Regions from separate parts of the Macaca mulatta genome. Here region 1 is linked to region 2. The links are chromatin contacts, called in public Hi-C maps. All regions are on one chromosome and are shown on one strand. Each heading gives the region's core, a stretch centred on a gene start, on an enhancer-like site or on the middle of the called end of the contact. The rest is flanking DNA. Distances are from core to core; before and after follow the strand shown.

Region 1 (5,697 bases), core at 3,036-5,535, 54 kb before region 2:
TCTTTTTTTTTCTGTTTTTTTTTTTTTGAGACAGAGTCTCACTCTGTTGCTCAGACTGGAGTGCAGTGGCACGATCTCGGCTCACTGCAAGCTCCGCCTCCCAGGTTCATGCCATTCTCCTGCCTCAGCCTCCCAAGTAGCTGGGACTAAAGGCGCCTGCCACCATGCCTGGCTAGTTTTTTTGTGTTTTTAGTAGAGATGGGGTTTCACTGTGTTAGCCAGGATGGTCTTGATCTCCTGACCTCGTGATCCGCCCGCCTTGGCCTCCCAAAGTGCTGGGATTACAGGCGTGAGCCACCGCGTCCGGCATGAAGTTCTACTTCTATAATATTACAAGTAAGAAAAGGTGGACATAGGAAAATATAAGCGGAAAAGGATGTTATCTCAGCTGATGACCACAATGTAAGAATTCAGAAACAGTATGGACCAATAGTAATAATAATATTATAACCGCACTGAAATGTTAATACAGTAGGCAATACTTAGTAACAAAATAGTTGTGCTGGGCATGCTATTACTTATGAGGATCCAGAGATGAAAAAACGACTGCTCTTTTTCTTTGAAAAGCTTACAGTTTAGTGGTGGTTTATGGACACATAGACAAACAATCATTGATTGACTTATAATAAAAAAGACTGTACTGGAAAAATTATGATAGAAATGTCTATTATTGACTTGTAAAATGATTGAAAAACAAATTTAAAAGACTTTAAGAGCCTTAGCTATGTGAACAGTGTAGTTCACACTCTGGTCAGGTTTCTGTCAACCTGAAGCAAAGAGGCAGTTCATGTAATTCAGATGAAGAGTCCCCTCTTTTGCTACAAATAAGCTTAGCATTAGCTTATTGGATGATTCAAGTTGAAGCAGTTGAATTATTTTGCTAAAATGATCAGGATAGTTTAATTATTCACTTCAACTGTGGAGACTTCAAAGTGCTGGGGTCTAATGAAAGGAACAAGCAAATGTCAGCTTGAAAGATTTGCGTTATTGAAATGTATTATGCATATTGTTGTATTTACTTTATGTTAATGTATTTAATATTGGCATATATTAAAGTATACCAGGGTTTTTAAATTTATAAACCATTTATAAACATATTCTGCTCTTCCACTGTGTTTTCTGGGAACTCTTTATTTCTTCTATGATACAATGACCTCAAGCTACTGCATAGCTCTGTATTAGAAAAAAGGGTTTAAAAAATGAGTATTTAAAATTCACATAAACATAGCTTCAGTCCTCTTTTGGTCAAGCAGGAAATAGACAAATTTGAATGACTGAGACCTTGGCATTGAGCTGGGCAGGAAGTCAGCTTTGGGACACAGCTTTGCCTTAAATTTATTGGTCTTTCTGGACTTGCTGACCTGAACAGACAACCACAGAATGTCAGAACACCAGTGAAATGGGATTGGGATGACATAGGAAGTGAAAGCGTGACAGCTACATATATTCACCAAATATTTCTGGTTCACCTGCTTGCTACCCGGTATCTGATAGAATACTATCTCTTGACTCCCTTATGGTTAGATAGGGTCATGTGACTCTTTCTGGCCAATGAATTTAAGCAGATGTGATGCATATCTACCTGTCTAAAGCATTTAATTGACTGAGATATTCCTGAGTTCTCTTGTGGTACAGTGATCAGCAACATTTGAGATATGGCATCAGCATGAATCTGCTGAGTGACTACTATGAACAGGGCATTCTGTTGAACTGTGACAGATGTGTACCATTTGTAGTTGTTTTTTGCTTTTTTTTTTTTTTTTTTGAGACAGCCTCACTCCATTGTACAAGCTGGAATGCAGTGGCACGATCTTGGCTCACTGCAGCCTCTGCCTCCCGGGTTCTCGTGCCTCAACCTCCTGAGTAGCTGTAATTATAGGCATGCGCCACCACACCCAGCAAATTTTTTTGTGTTTTTAGTAGAGACAGGATTTGCCATGTTGGCCAGGTTGGTTTCGAACTCCTGACCTCAAGTGATCTGCTAGCCTTGGCTTCCCAAAGTGCTGGAATTACAGGCGTGAGCCCCTTTACCTGGTCCCATTTGTAGTTTTAAACCAGGGATTGGCAAACACTTTTTTTGTAAAGGAAGAGATAGTATTCTAGGTTTTGCACACCTTACTGTCTGTTGCACACCAACTACTCAACTCTGCCTTGCTATGGCAGAAAGGCAGTCATAGAATGGATGTAGATGGATGTGGATGTGTCCCAATAAAACTTTAGACATTGGTCAGGTTCTGAGGAAAAAAGCAGTGATTTTTGAAACTTTAATGTACACACAAATCTCCTGAAGATCTTGTTAAAAATACAGATTCAGTTAAGCCTGCTATGGAGTCCAAGATAGTAGTGACAGTGGTAGTGAGAGAGGTTGGGCTGAATAAACTTTGAGCTGCAAGGAGCTAAAGGATTATCATCTCCCTTTCCAGCCTCTAGGCCTGGCATAATTGCTCAGCGTGGTGCTAAGCATGGTTTAGGTGACTAAATTTTGAAACTAGTACTCCCCATCGAATGCAGCAAAAGCCAAAGTCCTTACCACGGTCTTTCAGGCCCTACAAGACCAGTTCCCCCCGCCCCCCCCCCTTTTTTTTTTTTGAGACGGAGTCTCGCTCTGTCGCCCAGGCTGGAGTGCAGTGGCGCGATCTCCACTTACTGCAAGCTCCGCGGCCTCCCGGGTTCACGCCATTCTCCTGCCTCAGCCTCCCTAGAAACTGGGACTACAGGCGCCCGCCACCACATCTGGCTAATTTTTTTGTATTTTCAGTAGAGATGGGGTTTCACCGTGTTCGCCAGGATGGTCTCGATCTCTTGACCTCGTGATCCGCCCACCTCGGCCTTCCAAAGTGCTGGGATTACAGGAATGAGCCACCGTGCCGGGCCAACCAGCCCCCTTTTATATGTTTGATCTCATCTCCTACTCTCTGCTCTTGCCACTATGGCTTCCATGCTGTTCCTTGAACCCAGCAAGCACACGCCTTCTTAGATCTTAGTACTTGGTGTTTCCTCTACCTGAAAGATTTTTCCTCCAAGGTAGCTACTTAGCCTTCTTCCTCGCTTCCTTCAGTACTAGCTCAAATGTCAGTAAGGCTTTCCCTGACCACCGTTTTTTCTTTTCTCTACCATTTCACTATCTGCCATATACTTACTTGTCTTCCCCTTACTTAGAATGTAAGCTCCATGTAAATATGTTTTGCTCATAATCCCTAGCACTTAAGAGTTCCCAGCACACAGTAAGGTGCACAATAAATACTCCAATGAATATATAACAGACTTTGCAGCTAACCAGGCTATCTTGAGGTCGGAGGCTGCTGTTGTTTCTCCAGGCTCCCTCCGGATGCACTGTTGCCAGCCAGCGTTACTCATTTCATTCCCTAGGCAACAGTGGGCTTGGTAGAACTCTCTTCTAAATCTCTTTTTCATAGAATTTAAATTATAAATTGGTCATTTACTGTTGTCGCACAATATTGCGTTGCTGAATTTTCCACTGATTATATTCATTTTATTTCCTTCCAGAACTTGGTTTCTTGTTTCTCTGCTCACTGTCCACACCCATTCCACTCCAAGGCTGGAATAATTCTCTTGGAAAAAAAAAGTAATCGTTTTCTTTGTATTTCATTGAACATTCCCTTTACAGTGTTAGGTAAACCTGAAACAAAAGGAAACAAAAGTCTAATAATTCGTAATACTCAGGCCTACTGGATAGATAACATCATAGGGTAGCTGAAGACTCTGAGGCCAGAGCTTTAGGATTTAAAAAGCCACCAACCATGACCGTGTCCGACACGTTCTACAGAGAACTCCTAGGTTACTGGGTGATTGTTTGGTGGGGAAGCGGCGAGTTGTCTTGTTTTCAAAAGACGTTATGGGGTATGGAGTTTGCTCGCTCTGCATACAGAAGGAATTCTAGAAGCCGGGATTGCACCACCCACCCCACGCACCCCTTACTTGCAGAAACCTTTGCCCCCCAACCCCCACCCCCACCAAATAAGGGCTCTTCAAGGGGCAGTTGCCAGCTCCAGACCCAGCTGCTTGACACCTATTGTCCCCGCTTGGGCGTCAAACGATTTCGCCTGAAGGACCCTAGCGTTGATTGCTCTCAAAACTCAAGGCGCCTTTCCCTCGGCCTTGGCGGGGCCATCCCCACCTGCGTCCAGGAGGCGCCCCACAGCGCAGGGGCCAGGGGACAGCAGAGAGGCTAGCAGGCTGCCTCTTCCAGGCAGGCGTTCGCGCCGGGCAGCCCGAGCGGCCGCGAAGGCCCCCGCTCTCCGCTTCTCCCGCCCCCCGCGCCCCAGAGGGCTGCTGGCTGGCTAAGTTCCTCCCGCTCCCGGCTCTCGCCTCACTAGGAGCGGCTCTCGGTGAAGCGGGACAGGGCGAAGCGGCTTGCGCCCACGGAGCGCGCGACACTGCCCGGAAGGCACTGCCACCCTTGCCCCCTCAGCTGCCCACTCGTGATCTCCAGCGGCCTCCGCGCGCGCACGGTGAGCGCCACCCGGGACCGAGCCGCTGCAGGGGAAGAGGGCCGCTGCGCCCGAGTGTCCTTTATCTCCGGACCTGCTGGAGCTTCCGAGGGGCTTGCCCCCAAGTCCCCCCACCCCACCCCGGCCATTTCCCATGCCCTTCTCTGCCCCCAAGACGCGGCCTCTTTCCTCCCTTCCCTGGAAGCCGGCGAAAGCCGGCCCTCCCAGCTGGGGACCGTTGCACTGGCCGTTGGCGGCCGGCGCGGCGATGCCCCGCCCCCGGCGCGAGCCTCGGAGCCGCGGGGCTGGTAGGCCGAGCCGGCGGCTCCGCGGGGGAGGGGCGGGTCGGGGGGCGGTGCGAGGCCCGGCCGGGCGCCCCGCTGGCGGGTCGCGCGCGCGCCCGCGCACTCTTCCTGCCCTCGAGGCGCGCCGCGCCCCCTCCCCCACCCGTTCGCGTAGGCTCCCGCCCGCTGCGCGTTTTGTCCCGCGTCTCGCCCCGTCCGTCTCCTGACTCGCCGCTCTTGTCCTTCCTCCCGCTTTTTCTTCTCTCCCCTCGCGGTCTGAAGATGCCCTCGGCCACCAGCCACAGCGGGAGCGGCAGCAAGTCGTCCGGACCGCCTCCGCCGTCGGGTTCCTCCGGGAGTGAGGCTGCCGCAGGAGCCGGGGCCGCCGCGCCGGCTTCTCAGCACCCCGCAACCGGCACCGGCGCTGTCCAGACCGAGGCCATGAAGCAGATTCTCGGGGTGATCGACAAGAAACTTCGGAACCTGGAGAAGAAAAAGGTGCCAGGAGTTGGCGGGGAAGGGAGGGGTGGCTGCGGCCGGGCTCTGCGCCCGCTCCGACCCTGGTCGCTGGAGTCTGCGCTTCTTTCCGTCTCGGGAGCGTTACTAGGTCCCCTCCTCCCACCCCCTGGTCCCCACGTCCCGTCTCCACGTTCAGCGGGAGCTTCGTGCCCAGAAAACGGGCTCCTGGAGGAGGCACTTGTCACCTGACTCGGACGCGGCACTGTCCCCCAGGCCTCTTCATTACTCTTCCGCTGTGGGTCTGGCTTTTGGCCTTTGGGAGTGGGACATGTGAGGGTGGGGGCCTGTCGTCAGGACATCACTGTATGATGCCCTTCTCTCCGTCTCCGAGACCCGATTTCTCTGACGAGGGCCCAAAATGAAGAGGTCCCTGCGCGGGGGGCTCCGGGCTCAACCAAGCGCCTCGTGGAGTTGGGGCGGCCTGTGTCCTGTAGCCTTGCGGT
Region 2 (5,490 bases), core at 709-3,208:
TCCCAGCACTTCGGGAGGCTGAGGCAGGGGGATCATGAGGTCAGGAGTTTGAGACCAGCCTGGCCAATATGGTGAAATCCCGTCTCTACTAAAAATACTGAAACTAGCCGGGCGTGGTGGCATGCGCCTGTAGTCCCAGCAATTCGGGAGGCTGAGGCAGAAGAATCGCTTGAACCTGGTAGGTTGCAGTGAGCAGAGATGGCGCCACTGCACTCCATCCTGGGTGACAGAGCGAGACTTCGTCTCAAAAAAAAAAAAAAAAAAAAAAAACCTGTTGTTTGGGGTGGGGATGGTGGCCCACTTAATAAAGTTGCCATTTAAATAACATTCAATGCAATGCTGAGAACAACATACGGACCAAGAGATGGTACGGAGGCTTGTTGGAGTGGTCCATGTGAGAAATAATGGATTCCAACTTAAGGTGGAGATGGGGTGGTGGTGGTGAATGGATTCTGTAGATACCCTATCTCACTGGTCACGACTCGGTATCCTTTGCTGATTTCTCCAGGCCTTGGATGTCAGACTCTCAGTATTCCAAGTCAACTCCTTGATTACCCAACACCAGTTGCTCAGAGCAAATGTTTTGGGTGCCATCTTCAATTTACTTTTATACCCTGTATCTAATCCTTAAGTGAGTTCACGTAGTTTAACTTGAATATCCAGTTATCTAATACTTTTAACCACTGCCACGACTACCATCCTAGCACAGGTGACTACAATAGCTTATAATTGTTCTCCCGTTTTCTACCGTTGCCTTCCTGTGGTTTAGTTTTTTGGCTAAGAGCCTTTTAAGAGGGCAAAGCACATTTTCTCATTTCCCTGTCCCCCACAAACTCCAGTGGTTTCTCATGATGACTAGAATTAAATTCTAAATCTGGTCCTTCACTTGCCCACTGCTTTGGCCACAGACTGCTTTGCCAGGACTTCTTCCCCATCTTGGAGCTTTTGTATGTACATCTTTGGCATGGGGGAGCATTTCACTCAGATACTGTCAGGGCTTATTCTTTATAAATTTTAGGTCCTTGTTTCATCCAGTGTCACCCCGTCCCCCGTCAGAGGCCTTCCGTGTTCGCTTCTAAAATAGTGCCCTTAGTTACTTCACTCACTGGATACTTTTGCTTAATAGCATTTAAAACAACCTAGAATTAACCACGAGGGGCAGTAACATTTTGGTCACTATCCCTTGTGAGCAGAATAGTGCATGGGCATATTGACATTTTGCTGAATGAACTAAAAAATTTCATGATGAATGTTGGATTAAATGGGTGGTGCTGCTGATGACATTAAAATTGGAAGTGTCTTATCTGGGGAAGGGGTTTGCATTCAGACATCTGCGGTATCCAGGAGGAAACATCAAGCAGTTGATAATGCTTTTTGAAGTTCAGCGATCTGCCCCAAAGTCAAGAATGCAACACGCTATGTATAGGTTGTCCTTGTAGTCATGTTCTTGGAGTTTACTGGAAGCCCAGGGGGAGTAATTTCATTTGACTTTGCAGGCCTAATGGGAGCCTGCAAAGTACAGAGGCCGCAGTCATGGGTAGATTACAGGATTCCCATCTGTAAGATCAGTACTGTGGGGGTGGAGGGACAAGCGAGACCAATAAAATAGGTCTGTCGGCCGAGTTTCCTCAACTTACGGGGATCGGTTAAATTGAGCACAGATAGCTGGATCCGTCGCGTCTCGCGTACCCAGGCTGACGCTGAAAACCCTGGACCTAGTGGGCAGGCCCTGGGGGTGCGGACATCTATTTTGCCCTTCTCAGCCAAGGTACCTTAGTTCGGATATGATGAGCGTGAAGAGGCAAACCGCACCCAATACCCCAGCTACCGCGAGCTGTGAGACTAAAATGCGCAACCGCAGTGGACATCTAGACCCCAGCTCCGCCTCCGGTGGCTTACGTCATTACTCAGCGACAGCCTTGAGGAAGGTCCCTTCTCGCTCGCCATCGCTGCGACTGTAATGCGCTTGCGCACGTGCAGTGTACCAGTGCCTGAGAGCGGCGCGTGCCGCGGAGCCAGGCCAAGTCCGAGACCCGGTCACCAGGCATCCGCTAGGGGCAGTTAGTTGTGCCTTCTCTTTCGGAGTTGTTCCGTGCTCCCACGTGCTTCTGCTTCTCCACTGGCTGGGATCCGCCGGGCTCGGGACGCAGGTACCCAACGCGGGATGGCCGCGTATGGATGCCAAGATCGGTGTCTGTGTTCTTCCTGTCCCGAGAGGGGACCGGCCTCAGGATGAAGGCTCTGCATCCGGACGGATACCTGGCCTACGCCGACTGTCCTCCACCCCTCTTTTGGGGCGCTCCTAGATAACAGAATCACCTCTCCAATACGCAGCCGCTCTGGGCGCGTGCTTCTCGAGCATCCTCGGGGATTGCGTGGCTTGATACTCACCCGCTAAGTGCCTGTAACTGGGGAGTCGGGTTGAATGGGTGGGTGACAACACTTGCTTTCCGTGGAGCTTGCCCGCAGTGCCCGGCGGCAGCTCTAAGCTTTAAACTTAGGTAATCTGATTCCAGATCCTTCCACGTTCTTAAATCCTTCACTGTGCACATTCCTTTATACTTTTTATTCAGCAATCACATTCAGGATTTGGTTTTGTTTGCCAGTGCACCTAAAGTGGTGCCTGCCACCTAGATGTTATGTGTAGATAGATAAATGAATGAGTGAGTGAAAAATAATCATCTCCTTCAAGGCCTTCCCCATCCAGGCCTTCCATGACAGCTTCAGCCTATAGTAATCTCAGCGCTTCCTTCATCTGACCCCGCACTATAGCTGTTTTTTTTACATCTAATTTTACCTGGTTCTTGTTCCTCATCTCATTCTTTTAAATACCTTCTTCACGAAGAATGCAAGCTTGAAGTCAAGGGCCTTGTGGTACTACTTCTGGGGCTCCCACAGTAGTTAGAGCAAAAGGCAGCCCCCATTAATTAGTTGTTGATTGATTTTTGCGGGATCTTTATGTGGCCGGCAACACAGGGTTTACAAGTTGAGAAGATTGGTGAACTGGGAAGAGCTCAGGTTTTGGAGTCGGGAAGACTTGAGTGTGAATTCTGTCTCTCGTTTTTCTGCCTTGGGGTATTTGAATTCTTTATACTTTCTCCTTTACTTATAAATTGGGGTCCTTGACAGTGATTTAGTGTTTTATAATAAGACATATGCTAAAATCTGTGTTTGGATTGGAAGGTTAGAAGGGACAGTTAAAGTGTGGTAAGCTAGGCCGGGCGCGGTGGCTCAAGCCTGTAATCCCAGCACTTTGGGAGGCCGAGACGGGCGGATCACAAGGTCAGGAGATCGAGACCAGCCTGGCTAATACAGTGAAACCCCGTCTCTACTAAAAAATACAAAAAACTAGCCGGGTGAGGTGGCGGGCGCCTGTAGTCCCAGCTACTCGGGAGGCTGAGGCAGGAGAATGGCGTAGACCCGGGAGGCGGAGCTTGCAGTGAGCTGAGATGCGGCCACTGCACTCCAGCCTGGGCGACAGAGCGAGACTCCGTCTCAAAAGAAAAAAAAAAAAAAAAAAAAAGTGTGGTAAGCTTCAGTAAATGAACTTGATGTTTGTAATGCAGTAGGTACCGGAATTTCTAAGTAGCATGTCACTTTTACATCGAAGTAGCATGTTACTTTTAGAGTGATATTTCTGACGTTTTTATTGTGATGATGCAATATTTTACTGTAGGTAATCAAGGAACTATTTTTTTTTTTTTTTTTTTTTTTTGAGACGGAGTCTCGCTCTGTCGCCTAGGTTGGAGTGCAATGGCACACGATCTCGGCTCACTGCAACTTCCGCCTCCCGGTTTCAAGTGATTCTCTTGCCTCAGCCTCTCCTACAGCTCCACCACCACTCCCTGCTAAGTTTTGTGTTTTTGGTAGAGATGGGGTTTCGCCATGTTGGCCAGGTTGGTCTCGAATTCCTGACTTCAGGTGATCCACCCGCCTCGGCCTTCCAAAGTGCTGGGCTTACAGGCGTGAACCACCACACCCGGCGAGAACTTTTGAGGTCTGTACAAAGGCTTCAGTATAGTTTTAAAATGAGGAAACATTTGGACACATTACATCATGGAATTATTCATTGATAGTTATTGATTTCCCTGACTTTATTAGTAACACGTGAATTTTTTAAGACTCCACAAAAACAAAACAACAAAAGTCCCACCATCTAGAAGTAGCTACTTTATACTTTGATACTTCCTTCCAGTCTTTTTTTTTCCCCTCTGTTATGTGTATGCATTAGAAATGTTATGATACTTTATTCTGTCATGATTCTGTCATAAACATCTATATCCATATCCTTAGTTATTAAAAATGCTTGGCTGTGTGTGGTGGCTCACGCCTGTAATCCCAGCACTTTGGGAGGCTGAGGCGGGCGGATTGGGAGGTCAAGAGATCAAGACCATCCTGGCCAGCGTGCGCCTGTAGTCCCAGCTACTCGGGAGGCTGAGGCAGGAGGATTGGTTGAACCCAGGAGGCAGAGGTTGCAGGAAGCCAAGATCATGCCACTGCACTCCAGCCTGGCAACAGAGTGAGACTCCGTCTCAAAAACAAACAAAATGCTTTGGATATTTGGATATACCCTATGTATTTTAGTCATTCTCCTACTTTTTTGAATATACAAGTTTCTGATTTTTAAAAAGTCTTTAATAGAGGTGAATTACAGGCTTCCCAGGCTGAGGGGAGGTTTTCTCACCTCCCAAGCCCAAGGTTTCCTGAGTTTAAAACTAGAGACTGATGTCTTCCCTATGGAGCTCTTAGAGGGTTAAGTAAGACAATATTTATAGATATGCCTAGCACAGTCCCTGGCCCCACAAGAGGCAGCCAGCTAATGTTCCTTAGACAGTCTAGTGCACATGGCCAGTTGCATTTCTTTCTCTTTTAGTAATAATTTTTCACCATGCATCGGAAAAAGGTGGATAACCGAATCCGGATTCTCATTGAGAATGGGGTAGCTGAGCGGCAAAGATCTCTCTTTGTTGTAGTCGGGGATCGAGGAAAAGATCAGGTATGACCCGGTAAATGTTTCCTGAATTACTTTTTCTCTTGTCCAAAAGACTCAGCATGTTTAAGCACTCTGGTGTTTCAGGATATAATGGCATTAAGATCTCTTTGGCTGGTAAGATGCCTAGTGGGAACCTTTATTTCCTGGAAGGGGTGAATTCTCTGTATTTAGATTGATTAGCAGACAAGCTAATACCTTTTGAAGCCTGGGGTGGTGGGTTGACCACAAGGTTAACTGTATGTGACGTGGCTTCTAGTCCAAACCTGGTCATTGGTCGCCTTGGGACCTTGGGCACTTCCCTTCCCTGGCCCTCAATTTAGTTTCCATATCTGTCAAATGAGGTCTTAAGCCTGGCAGTCTCTAAAGTCTCTTTTGTGCCTGAAATTCTGTGACTTTTTTGTTTGGCAGGTGGTAATACTTCATCACATGTTATCCAAAGCAACTGTGAAGGCTCGGCCTTCAGTGCTGTGGTGTTATAAGAAAGAGCTGGGGTTTAG

Evidence for each region. Hi-C and Micro-C count contacts between places; a contact is called where the count stands out from the background.
Region 1: a Hi-C map of fetal cortex germinal zone shows a contact between it and region 2, with 1.9 times the contacts expected there. The contact joins the promoter of CAPRIN1 here to the promoter of NAT10 in region 2. A contact is called at or near these places in 6 of 14 Hi-C or Micro-C datasets (CD4 T cells, blood, cortical neurons and 3 more).

Annotation. Positions count from the first base shown.
Region 1 is chr14:31,228,104-31,233,800 of T2T-MMU8v2.0, reverse strand. CAPRIN1 (cell cycle associated protein 1) reads left to right here and starts at 4,285. Exons shown (of 19, transcript XM_015114551.3): 1 at 4,285-4,472; 2 at 5,018-5,233. The coding sequence starts at 5,018. LOC114672284 (a long non-coding RNA gene) reads right to left here and starts at 4,001. Exons shown (of 2, transcript XR_003722581.2): 1 at 3,761-4,001; 2 at 2,233-3,640.
Region 2 is chr14:31,171,850-31,177,339 of T2T-MMU8v2.0, reverse strand. It overlaps NAT10 (N-acetyltransferase 10), which reads left to right and starts at 1,958. Exons shown (of 29, transcript XM_015114550.3): 1 at 1,958-3,075; 2 at 4,874-4,996; 3 at 5,402-5,490. The coding sequence starts at 4,889.